Linked DNA regions of Mus musculus: region 1 is linked to region 2. Evidence: chromatin contacts called from public Hi-C data. All regions are on one chromosome and are shown on one strand. Each heading gives the region's core, a stretch centred on a gene start, on an enhancer-like site or on the middle of the called end of the contact. The rest is flanking DNA. Distances are from core to core; before and after follow the strand shown.

The links. Hi-C and Micro-C count contacts between places; a contact is called where the count stands out from the background.
Region 1: a Hi-C map of bone marrow-derived macrophages shows a contact between it and region 2, with 49 read pairs. The contact joins the enhancer-like site here to the promoter of Ctsk in region 2. A contact is called at or near these places in 5 of 39 promoter capture datasets (the C10 cell line, the HPC-7 cell line, cranial neural crest and 2 more), 2 of 15 datasets of contacts at CTCF or cohesin (CD8 T cells and the NIH/3T3 cell line), 11 of 484 Hi-C or Micro-C datasets (B cells, the HPC-5 cell line, Th1 cells and 7 more), 3 of 115 datasets of contacts at active chromatin or transcription factors (astrocytes, bone marrow-derived dendritic cells and embryonic stem cells) and 3 of 9 other capture datasets (adipose tissue, liver and pancreatic islet).

The regions. Positions count from the first base shown.
Region 1 is chr3:95,604,454-95,611,124 of GRCm38.p6, forward strand. Golph3l (golgi phosphoprotein 3-like) reads left to right here. Exons shown (of 5, transcript NM_146133.3): 3 at 3,453-3,584; 4 at 5,219-5,333. Among named protein-coding and RNA genes, the nearest start is that of Ensa, 17 kb to the right of the region's middle. Within about 2 kb of position 5,343, at least 15 of the 459 cell types and tissues checked have an H3K27ac peak or open chromatin away from gene starts, as enhancers often do. A contact at or near this core is called in bone marrow-derived macrophages, where this site is marked.
Region 2 is chr3:95,495,736-95,501,591 of GRCm38.p6, forward strand. It overlaps Ctsk (cathepsin K), which reads left to right and starts at 3,475. Exons shown (of 8, transcript NM_007802.4): 1 at 3,475-3,601; 2 at 5,099-5,219; 3 at 5,612-5,734; 4 at 5,816-5,856. The coding sequence starts at 5,100. Arnt (aryl hydrocarbon receptor nuclear translocator) reads left to right here. Exons shown (of 22, transcript NM_001037737.2): 22 at 1-1,505.

The sequences.
Region 1 (6,671 bases), core at 4,093-6,592, 110 kb after region 2:
AAAAAGTGGGATGGGAGCCAGGTGTTGGTGCCCCACTCCATTAATCCCAGCACTCAGGAGGCAGAGTCAGGCAGATCTCTGTGAGTTGAGACCAGCATACCAGGTATGGTATATTGCATTCTGAATGCATGCAATCCTGGCACTTGTAAGGTGAGAGCAGGAGAATTGCCTTGAGTTCAAGGCTAACCTGAGCTACAAAGTGAGTTCAAGGCTAGCCTTGTCTGCATAACACTACCCTTTCAGAGAAAAAAAAAAGTCAGTTAATAAATATAAATAAAGTTGTTAGGGTTAGAGAGATAGCTCACCAGTTAAGAGCACTGGCTACTCTTCTGGGGGATCAGTTCAATTTGTAACATCCACGTGGTAATTCACAACTATCCAATTCCAGGGTTCCAACATCCTCTCCTGGCCTCTGGGCAGCAGGCATACACATGATCCCTAGACATACATACATGCAGGCAAAACACTCACACACATAAATAAATATAATCAAAGAGCACTTAATATAGTTGGTGATAGCTAAAATAATGATCCAGAAGAGAGAGACCTGAGAGCAGCTGGTCCCTTTCTGTATAGTTCAGTTGGTAAGAATGAAGCTCTGACTGGATCCTCAGGACTATATAAACTGCATAAAGCTAGTATGGTGGCACATGCCTTGCATGTGGAGACAGAGTTTCTTCATCATGCCCAGTATAGGAAGAAACTTTTAAGCTAAACAGTTTGAGGTTAGCCTGACTACATTAGACGCTATCTCACGAATAACTAAAATAGGTGCGAGAGAGATGGCTTACTTGTTCTTACAGAGGACTCATGTTTGGTTCTCAGTACCCCCATGGTAGCTCACAGTCATCATAACTCTAGTTTTAGGAAGTCTGACACCGTCTTCTGACCTCTCTAGGCACCAGGCACCCCCATAGTGCACACACATACAAACAAGCAAAACAGTAATACACATAAGTAAACCTTTTTTTGATGGTTTTCCTTTTCACAAGACAGGGTTTCCCTTGGTGTCCTGCAACTCTGTGGACCAAGCTGTAGACTCAGAGATCACCTGCCTCTGCCTCCTGAAAGCTGGGACTAAAGGAATCCGCCACAACTTTTTACATAAACAAGCCTTTAAAAAAAAAAAAAAAAAAAAAAAAAAAAAAAGTAGGATCTGGAGAGATGAATCAGTGGTTAAGAGCATTGACTGCTCTTCCAGAGTTCCTGAGTTCAATTCCCAGCAACCACATGATTGCTCACAACCATCTGTAATGGGATCTGATGCCCTCTTCTGGTGTGTCTGAAGACAGGGACAGTGTCCTTAGCTGTAAATAAAATAAGTCTTTTTTTTAAAGGCATTTAAATGGAGTCTAAAGAAGAGACTAGCAAGCAGCTTCTTGTCATGAATGCTGTGATAAGCCGTTTAGACCCAATCCTGAAAGCTGAGTGGAACATTGAAAGCTACTTAGACATAGGGGCAGTGTTTCAGGAACCCATGCAAGCCTCAAACTTGCATTTACCTGAGATGACATTGAATGCTGATCTTCATGCTTTCACTTTCCAAGTGCTGGGGTCATAGTTATGAGCCACCCTGAGCAGCTTTAAAAGTTTTAAAATGAAGATCAGCAAGATAACAGGTAAAGGCCTGAATTTGACTCCTTCCATCCCTCTAAATTCCGACATGGAGGAGAGAGGTTATTCTGAGTTGCCTTCTTCACAAGCATTATTGCATATGTACACACACACACACACCCAGAGTTACATTTTATTTTACATTTACTTTGGGGTAAGAGGTACAATAATCAGAGGACAACTTTGGGAGTTGAGTATCCTTCCACCACATGGGTCATGGGGCTGGAATTCAAGTCATCTGGCCCCTTGCCAGCCCATTGAGCTGCTCCTGTGTTAACCATAACTCCTCTCGTAAAGCCTTCATGCTTATTTGCCTTTCATTTGGAAATTCAGAGCCTGATCCTACCCAGTTTGGATCTCAGGATTTTTCTTTAAAACTTTGAGTTAAGGGCTGGAGAGATGGCTCAGCGGTTAAGAGCACTGACTGCCCTTCCGAAGGTCCTGAGTTCAAATCCCAGCAACCACATAGTAGCTCACTACCATCTGTAATGAGATCTGATGCCTTCTTCTGGGGTGTCTAAAGATAGCTACAGTGTACTTACATATAATAAATAAATCTTTAAAAAAAAAACTTTGAGTTAAATAAGTCCAACACCAGGAGATGGAAATAAGATTGAGTTCAAAGCTAGCCTCTGTACATAAAACTCATCTTAATATACAGCAGCAACAACAGAAACAAAGTGCTGAACGTGATCTCCATGAATATATATGAGATCTGTTATTTATAGATAATAACGGCATTTTGAAGAGTCACTAGAAGTTGGATTATTTTCTCCTAGAAAACCCTCTATACAAATTTGGCTCATCTTTCCAACCCCTCAACTTAGGCCTTGTAGAGGTCTCTCCATGATCTAACACCTATGTGACTTATAATTTGAAGAACTGTCATCCAAACTAAACTTTTATCAGCTGTGTAAGCCTATCTTTTCTACTCTTTCAGTTCAGCTTTTATTTCAGTTTCCAGCTAGATTCTTGGCTCCTTTAAATAGTGGCTGTCTTACATCTTTGTGTATCCCCTGAATCTCCTAGAGAAGATGAACTAACATGTAAGTACTTTCTGTGATTTAGAGCATCTTGCAATTCTTATCAAACCAAGGCTCTGTGTGAAGGCACTTAGTGCCAAGACTCACATAGTGGAAGGAAAGAACCAACTCCTGTTTGTTGTCCTCTGACCTTTTCTTGTCCCTACCTCAACACACAAATAGATAAATGCAAAAAAAAAAAAAAAAAAAAATTGTCTCAAACCACAACTCTTCTCACTTGGAATCAAGGATCTGACATGCTAATTGTCAACTAATAACAGTCAGTGAGAATTCATAGAAATTCACTAGATAACTCAAAAATCAAAAATAGAAACTAGTATTTTGGTGTTTAGATTAAGGCAATTAGAGCAAGTGAAATGGTTCAGCAGGGAAAGGTACTGGCTGCCAAGCCTAATGACCTGAGTTCAGTCCCCAAAGCCCACAGGTGGAAGGCAAGAACTAACTCCCAAATTGTCCTATGACCTCCCTAGGCATGCAATGGCACTAATATAGAATAAACAACAACAACAACAAAAATAAAAATTAGATTGCAGTAACTAATGAAATACTCTATTGGGTGAGGGATGGGACTCAGTAGTAGAGCAGCACTTCCTAGTATGTTCAAGGCCCTATATTCAGCCCCAAGCCCTGCTTGAACAACAACACAACACACCCCCATCTCACTCTGTCCCTTGTTTTGAGTTCATGTAGTGTGATATAAAATAATAACAAAAATATCACAGCTTATTTTTCAGGCTCTGGCTGGAATTCAGTACTCGTTTCAGAACATTCTTTGTTTTCTTCCCCCTCTCCTAGGGCTACACATCTTTCTGGAATGACTGTATATCATCTGGACTGCGAGGAGGCATTCTGATAGAGCTGGCCATGCGGGGTCGAATCTATCTGGAACCTCCCACCATGCGTAAGAAGCGACTCCTAGACAGAAAGGTACAATATCCTCTGAATTATAGAAGTCAAATACCAATGGTACATTTTGAGAAAATAAGAACATTTGAGGGCAGAAAAGATAGTTCAGCAGTTAAAACCATTAGTTGTTCTTGCAGAGGATCCAGATTTGGTTCCCAGTGCCCACATGGTGGTTAACAGCTGTCTATAACTCCAGTCCCAGGGTTCTGAATCTCTTCTGGCTTCCTCAGGCATTGCACACATGTGATGCACAGAGTACATACGTACAAGCAAAACACTCACGTACATAAAAGAAAATTAAGAGTGCTAGACAAGGTAACACTGGTTCAGCTGTCCCATCCTCTACTTGGTTTAATTATCTTATATAGAGTCATAGAAGTTCAAGGTCAGCCTGGCCTACAGGGCAAGTTCCAGGACAGCCAGGGCTACACAGTGAGACCCTGTCTTGGGGGAGTGGAGGGGAACTCATAGAAACTTGGTTTTGTTTTGTTTTGTTTTACACAAAAAAAGTCTATCACCTTTGAAATGCTGTTGATTATCTTTCCCTCTGGATGTATGAAATAAAATATTGTGTAGATAGAGGAAATCATGAGCCAGGCCTGTCTTAGTCATCCCAAGGTATTCTCTGAGAACCATTCAGATGTGTTACATTTACTGAAAATCCCTGCTCTGGAGGAACTGTCTCTTAGATACACATTGGCTTAGTCATTTTTTTACATTTACAATGCCTGTCATTCCAAGAATTCTGCTGAAACACATTGTTAGATAGAACTGTCTTTGGAGTCTTAATTTTTTTGTCTTAAAGTACATATATTTGGCACTTTTTCCCCTTTTGGTTTTTTTTGGAACAGCCCTGGCTGTCCTGGAACTTGCTCTGTAGACCAGGCTGGCCTCAAGCTTAGAGATCCACCTGCTTCTGCCTCCTGAGTACTGGGATTAAAGGTGTTCGCCACCATGGCCTGGTTTGGCACTCCTGGAAGGCTCTCAGTATGTAACTGTCCTGGAATTCACTATGCAGACCCAGCTAGTCCCAACTCTCAGAGATCTACTTGCCTCTGCCTCCCAAGTCTAAAACTAAAGGTGTGCATCACTGCCCAGTGCATTTGGCATCTTCTTACCACTTCCCTACTTGACATTTGTGGCCTTTTTCAGATTATGTTTTTTCTCTGACTGTATCCTCTTTCCTACTTCTCCATTCCCTAATATCTTATCAGTTTTTATCCTGTTTGGTGATTTTTCTTTTCAGCTTTACATTACTTCCAGGAATTTCATTTCCAAATGTGCAAACGTTTTTTTACCTTTAGCTTCCAGGAACGTATCAACTATTGGCTACACATTTCAACTTAGCTATCTTGCATCATTCAAAAGCCAGGCTTGACAGTGTTCCCCTAAATTAACTTCCTTTTCTGACCTTCCTGCCGTTGTTAGTGGTTTCCAAACTCTGAAAGACACTGTGGAATCTTTTGTCCATTTTATTCACAGCATTTGTAACTAGGTCCCACTTCAAATGTAATTTTGTCTTCCTACTACAAAGGCATACTGAACTAAGGTCTTGCATGTCATAGGCAGTATATTCTGCTTCCTCACACCTCCTAAGCAGCATTGTGATTGTGGGTATTGTACATGGAAGCAGTGTACTCTGTCCTTTCTTTAAGGTCCTGCTGAAGTCAGACAGCCCAACAGGTGATGTTTTGCTGGATGAGACGCTCAAACACATTAAAGCAACTGAGCCAACCGAAACTGTGCAGACGTGGATCGAGCTACTCACTGGTGAGATGACTGAAAATAGCTCACAAGCTGCATATTTGGTTATCTTTGGCCTGCTCGTAAGGTTAGAGGGAAGAGTATAGTAGCACTGCATGCTAGGGAGGGTGGTGTGATTAGCCAGCACCGAAGGATCCCAAACATTTCCACTTATCTCCGCAATTCTACTCTGCAAGGTTGTTTTGTTTTCTGACAGGATCTCGTAGCCCAGGCTAGCCTTGGACTTGCTGTGCATCCAAAGGTGACCCAGAAATCCCGACCCTCATCTCTCCATACCTCAAGTACTGGGACAAGAATGTGCCACCCCTTTCAGCCCATGAGAGCAGTTTTATTTTGTTGGGCTTTTTGAGACGTTCAACTGTGTAAACTGAGGTCACCTAGAATCCCTAGTCCTTCTGCCTCTGTCTCCCTAGTACTGAAATTGCAGGTAGACAGCACCGTATCCAGATTAATAGTGTTCTTTACTGGGACTTCATTTTGTTGTTTGTTTGTTTTTTTGAGGCAGGTCTCACCATGTAGCAGTGGCTAGCTAGGAACTTGTGGGCTCCAAACTTAAAGATCTGCCTGTTTCTATCTCCCAAGTACTGGGATTAAAGGTGTGTACCACCATATCCAGTCAAGGAACTATTTATTTACTTACTTACTTACTTACTTACTCGTTTTTGTTTTGTTTTGTTTTGTTTTTGAAGCAGCATCTCCTGTGTCCCAGATTGGCATCAGACTTGCTGTATAGCCAAGGACAATCTTGAGTTTTAATCCTTTTGCTTTCACCTCCCAAGTGCAGGGGTTATAGGCATGAGCCATCATCACCCTAGCTGGTGTGGTGCTAAAGATTTCACCCTGGACTTCATGCTAGCAAAGCACTTGGCCATCTGCATTTCATCCCCAGACCTTCCCAAGACACTTTGTTTCTGTATTTTGCATTGTACATGTGTGTAGTGACGTGGGAGTGCACATGCAGGATCAGAGGACAACTTTGTAGAGTTGGTTCTCTCCTTCTACCTTATGTGGTCTCCCAGTATTGAATCATTAGACTTCGTGGTGAGGTTTTTATCTGCCAGACTATTTCACTAGCCCTTCCTTTTTTAAAACAATCTTTTATTCTTATTAAACTTTTTTTTTAAATCTTTATTATCCAGGAGTAATCCTAGCACTTGTGAGACTGAAGCAGAATTACTGATAGTTCAAGGTCAATCTGGGCTGCATTTGGATACACTGACTCAAAAACACCAAAAAAAAAAAAAAAAAAAACTAAAATAAAAATTGGGGGCTGGAGAGATGGTTCCATGGTTAATAAGTTGCTGCTGAGATGGTTAAGAGCACTGACTGCTCTTCTGAAGGTTT
Region 2 (5,856 bases), core at 2,225-4,724:
CTGAATGGAGTGGAGGAAAGGAGAAATGCCCTCATCACTGAGGATCATGAAACACAGTAGGGGTGTGTGGAGCCTTGGGACGTGAGCAGTCTCCAGAAAGAGGCCTGAGAGAGAGCATGAACACTTATCTTTGTGAGTGAGTGAGTGAGTGAGTGAGTGAGTGTGTGTGTGTGTGTGTGTGTGTGTGAGAGAGAGAGAGAGAGAGTAAGAGACAGAGACAGATGGGGTGAGGGGGGCATTTGAGCTCCTATGTTTTGTTCCCTATTATAGAGTATATGCAAAATTTGTCCCAGATCTTCTTTGACTTTGTGCTTGCTCTTTAAAGTGTCCTAAGAAAATTAATTTTTTCAGGTATTTTTCTATTTAGTGTTGCAGCCAAAGAGTATTTAAATTAAGTCTTTGCTGCACTTAAATTCATACCCAGCCAAAATGGAACTTTAGGCCAACCCCCAGCCTTCTGTTGCTAGGGTTGGTCTCCTACAGACACAGTGATCAAGCTGGATGACTCCTGCTCTTTGGTGCTTTCAACTCATTGGGAAGAGCTGCAGATATTACCAAAATAGGCTGGCTACATGAACACTGTCAGAAATCCCAGACTTGCCCACAAGGATAATGCTGCATTTTTCTGTCAGAGTCACACATGTTTTTCTGGAGAGGTTATTTCTGCATGGAAACTCAACTTCTTGGATTAGCTATCTTGAGTGAAAGTCCTCACTGACGAGTATGCAAACCAAATAGCCTCCTGCACAGTAGCCTCTCCTTCCTGTCACCAAAACAGTTTTAGGTCTGCTGAAGTCTGGTGTTCTTTGCTCCTTCTGCAATCTTGAAATTGGGGTTTGCTTTAGAGCACAAACATAAGTCTGTGTTAGGTGGACTTAAATCCCAACAGGGTCACTTGATAATTATAGCCATAGAAATGCAGATGCAGGTAACTGCTTTTACCCTTTACCGTCCTCAGGTGAGTCTCCTAGATCAACAGCCTTTTTTTTTTTTTTTTTCCTTAAACTGGCTCCTGTCAAAGATTAAGTTAATATGGAAAAGACCTCTTATGTGTATTGATGGGGCATGAGGAGCCCAGGCAAGGAGAGGCTCGTGGAGAGGCTGAGGGAATGTTACTAAGTTTCCCTCCGTTTGTCTCCAGTCTGGTGCCAGGCAGTAGAGTGGAAAAGGAGGCTATTTTTTTATTCTATGTGCACACATACAGTATACATATATATTTATATCACATTTTACTGAACCAAAAAGTTGGGTTTCCAATAAAATACTTGTTTTTTAATAACCGACTTGTTTTTAACTGTGATCTGAACTATAATGTACAGTTATTACAGGGCTTCTGAAGAAGGGGGGGCGGGGAGAAGCTTCTCTGAGGGGCTCGCTCTGCTTTTCCTTCACGGTTTTATTTTTGATTGTTTTTTCTTGTTGCCCATCTGTGCTAAGCCTTAACTGTGGCAAAAATAATGACATGTAGCAAAGATTTTAAAACAAAGTATTTTTTCTTTTATAAATTGTGTTGTGTTGTGTGATATTATTGATTGCGGCTCCCTGACCCCTTTACAGACATGCACAACTAAGCATTCATAAGTGAGCTCGACACACACAGGCACAGAGCGTAGTTGAATCTTCATTTCAAGACTCAGAGCTCACAGGGCCCTGGTCACTTAGCCCTGTTCTCGTGTACCCACCTGATCCTGACACATCAGGAGTAGTCAGTAGACTACTGCTCACACTGTCTGGGAGTGGGGGTTGTCTCATCTCACAGAAGTTGCTGGGGAGTGTTCTTGGATTTGAAGCCACTATGGGGCATCCTGATGTCTTTCCCCAGTGTGTTCTCCCAGTTAAAAGGAGATGAAGGGATTGTGAGCTTTAAACAGTTCAGATGTGGATCTGGGCTCTCTCTACTCAGGTGGTACATTGAGATCCTGGGGTCTAGAAATCCTGGGGTCTGTGCCAGGAATCCAGCTAGGAACTGAATCTATATTTGTGGTAATATCCTTTGTGCTTCACAGTCCCTCATTTCCTAATTCCTCACATGTGTTTATGGAAGTAAATGGAGTTTAGGGTGTGGTTGGCCAAGTCAGACTCTTATGATCTGTCACATGCCTGGATTTTGGGGAAGCGCTTGGAGACTCTTGTAACTGGACCTAGTTTGGGATTTTAATGATTGAGATGCAGTACTCATCAGACATTCTACCACCCGAGAGTCTAGCAGTAGAGTCCCACGTGTATCCATTAATGTAGATTCAAGTGTTGTAAATAATTAGGTGCTACATTGGGTCAGTTGTCTTTCCTTACTGTCATGTTGGGTGTTGATCCTTGGGCCTCATAATGTTAGGAAAGCCCACCACCGCTGAGTCATGTTCCTCAACCCTCTTTTAGCTTTTTGTAAATTACTTTTATCCTCCATTTAAGCAACTAGAATCTTTTTGTAAAGTTTATGTATATGAGTACACTATCTCTGTCTTCAGACACACCAGAAGAGGGTATCAGATCCCATTACAGATGGTTTTGAGCCACCATGTGGTTGCTGGGAATTGAACTTAGGACCTCTGGAAGAATAGGCAGTGCTTTTAACTGCTGAGCCATCTCCCTGGCCCTGTAGGGCATTTCTTAGTGGTTGATGGGAGAGAGCCCAGCTCACTGTGGATGGTGCCATTCCTGGGCTGGTGCCCCAGCCGTTGTTATTTTTAGACAGGATCTCACTAAATTGCCTAGAGTAGGTTGACCTTGAAAGTAAGTTCTTACTTAGAGACGTCTCACTGTATGGCTCTGGCTGACTTTGGACTCACTCTGTAGACTGTTGTGGCATTGACCTCACAGAGAACCATCCACCCCTGCCATCCAGTGTGTATGTTGAGGGGACAGAGGTGTGCCCATAGCCAGTGATGGCTTTGCTTTAGCTTCCTGAATATCTGGGATTACTGCACTGTCTCACACACGTGACTTTCTGGCCACTTTTGAACCATCTCACCTGGACTTTGTGGGCAGCTCCTCCCTTGATGTACAGCCATAATGGGTTAGAAAAACTACTCCATGCCCAGAAGCAGTTAATAGCAAACAGTCACAAAACGGTTTTAAATGTTTAAATTAGAGCCTTACATTTCTAGCCTTTCCTCCCCTCTCCCTCACTCCACCCCCATCATCTCAGAAGAGGATCTGACACAACGTTGGAAATGGTGCAGAGTAAGGAGGTGGGTCAGAACTAGATGAGTTGAAAAGATGGAAATTGCCAGTCAGACATTTTGAGGAAGAATGGAGACAACTAGGGCTGTGTTCTTAAATCTCCCACCAAAGTCTCAATTTGAATATTGTGCTATCTTATTTTTGCCCCCCAAAGTCAGTCAGATGAAACTAAACACTTAGCAGCTATCCACACTGGCATATGATACTGTATACACACATTGTGCAAATGTGTGTCCTTCCTCCCTAACCCCTCCTCCTTTTCATCCTATCCCTGACTCCCTCCCTTATCCAGATTTTCCAGCCACTGCTGGAGTTGACTTCCGCAATCCTTACCGAATAAATCTAGCACCCTTAGTCTTCCGCTCACAGTAGCCACGCTTCCTATCCGAAAAGAGCCTAGCGAACAGATTCTCAACAGCAGGTAACATTTTTAACTTCTGGATCTTTTAGCGTCTTGTTCCTACCAATTAACCTTATTTTAAGAAGAGAAAGGATATAATGAATTGGGGATCAAATAATTTAAGTTCCCTGAATAACAACATAATCCTTAGTTTATTTTCTAGCTAAATGTGTATGGAAATCTTTAGGATTTTCTATGTGAATGAATATGTGGCTGTTGGTATAATCAGAGGAAGAGGATTCTGTAAGCCTGTCTCAAGCGTGGGCTCTTTCTGAGTTCTGTTTAACTTAAGAGTTAACCAACTCCTGGGGAAGAAGAAGAATTCACAGCCACCCGCAAGCCTGTCACACCCCGGTTACTGGTGCTCTGCTGGGTAGTCTGTTGCTTTGCAAAGAGTAGATGAAATGTCGTCAGTGTTGCACAAGTCATATGATGTGCTGCTGGTGGGAAATGGTTTTTAAACTTAAGAACTTGCAATTAAGCCAACACAAGAAATTAATGGGGCCAGAGCAGATGCTGAAAAGCTGTGAGCTGTGAACTTAGGTCATTACGGAATACTGTCCTTCCATCTTCCACCTCCATTCGTGTCTGAGGCTTTCACCCTGTAAAGCAGCCACGTCGCTGTTTGGAAAAAAGAAAAGAGAAAAGAACAGCTACTTACCCGTGACATCTGGTTATGATCAGAGCTGTTTCCTGCCTAAAGGAGAGGAGGTGGAAAGAAAAAAGTGGACAAGGCAAATGAAGATACAGTGAACGTAAATACCATCAAAATGGTCCTGTCCTCTCCTGGCAAGATCTGGGTGTAGGCAAGGAAGAATACTATGCACAAAGCCTGAAGTGTACTGTAGCTAGAACTCTGGCTCTGTAACCACGCTCACTGTGCTTATTCTGTTTATGTGCACCCTTACCTGGGATACGGGGGTGGGGTGGGGGTGGCATAAGAGCTGCCGAGCCTTTCCCAGTTACTTCTACGCACTGCGGTTGCCTAAAGTGTGTGCAGTGTTGGTGGAACATACGGGAGTTACAATGATTAAGTCAGATGATCCGGCACCTCCTGAACTTCTGTCTGTTTTATGTGAGAATCACCTGCAATTCCTTGTTTTCCATATACAGCCAAGTGTGCCTGTCTCACAGTCAAATGAAGGGATTCTTGGGCATGGCTCACACCTTTAGTCCTGGCACAGGGGAGAGGGGGTAGATCTTTAAATTCAAGGCCCTCTTGATTAACATAGTGAGCTCAAGGCCAGCAAAGACTTACATAAAAAGACCATGTCTCTGAAATGGCAGAAAGTCTGTGTGTGTATGTGGTGTTCTTTTGAGTTTATGAATCCCTTAGGATTAGTGTGTGTGTGTGTGTGTGTGTGTGTGTGTGTGTTATTTTTCTGGTAGAAAATTTATTTTTAAAGCTCTTAAAAGGTTAAAACTTTCCTGATAACCTGTCTGCTGCCATTTGAACATCCAAAGCCAACCTGTGAATTTCTGCTAGTGGAAATCTCCCCTAATTATTCCTTCCGCCAGGATGTGGGTGTTCAAGTTTCTGCTGCTACCCATGGTGAGCTTTGCTCTGTCTCCGGAGGAAATGCTGGACACCCAGTGGGAGCTATGGAAGAAGACTCACCAGAAGCAGTATAACAGCAAGGTGCCCAAGGAAGCAGTCCCCATTCTCTAACTCTGCAGCTAGCTTTTCCTTCTGTGCATCAGTCCTTCTGTCTGCTTCCCACATGTATTAGCTGGAGAGGTAGCTCAGGAACGGATGGCTGGTCTAGCATGTACAAGGCACTGAGTCCAATACCCAGTACCATAGATGGGGCTGTATGGGGTGTATGTGGGGAAGGCTCTTTTAAGGAACACTTCTCATAGTAATGCCATTATTCTATGGTCTCTCTAAACCTTTGCATAAGATTTGTGTATGTACTCTTAAGAGTCTATGGTTTCCCAGTTAGATTGTGTTTTCTGTTTATGTTGTATGTCTTCTTCTAAAACTACCTATATAACCACTCAGTCTACAAATTTACTGACTATCCTGTTTAGGTGGATGAAATCTCTCGGCGTTTAATTTGGGAGAAAAACCTGAAGCAAATCTCTGCCCATAACCTGGAGGCCTCTCTTGGTGTCCATACATATGAACTGGCCATGAACCACTTGGGAGACATGGTGAGTTGCCTCTCAGATCCAGGCCTGCCCACTGTCTTTACCCTGGTCCCTGCTAATGCTTGGCATCCTTTCTTGTCTCAGACCAGTGAAGAAGTGGTTCAGAAGATGACGGGACTCAGAAT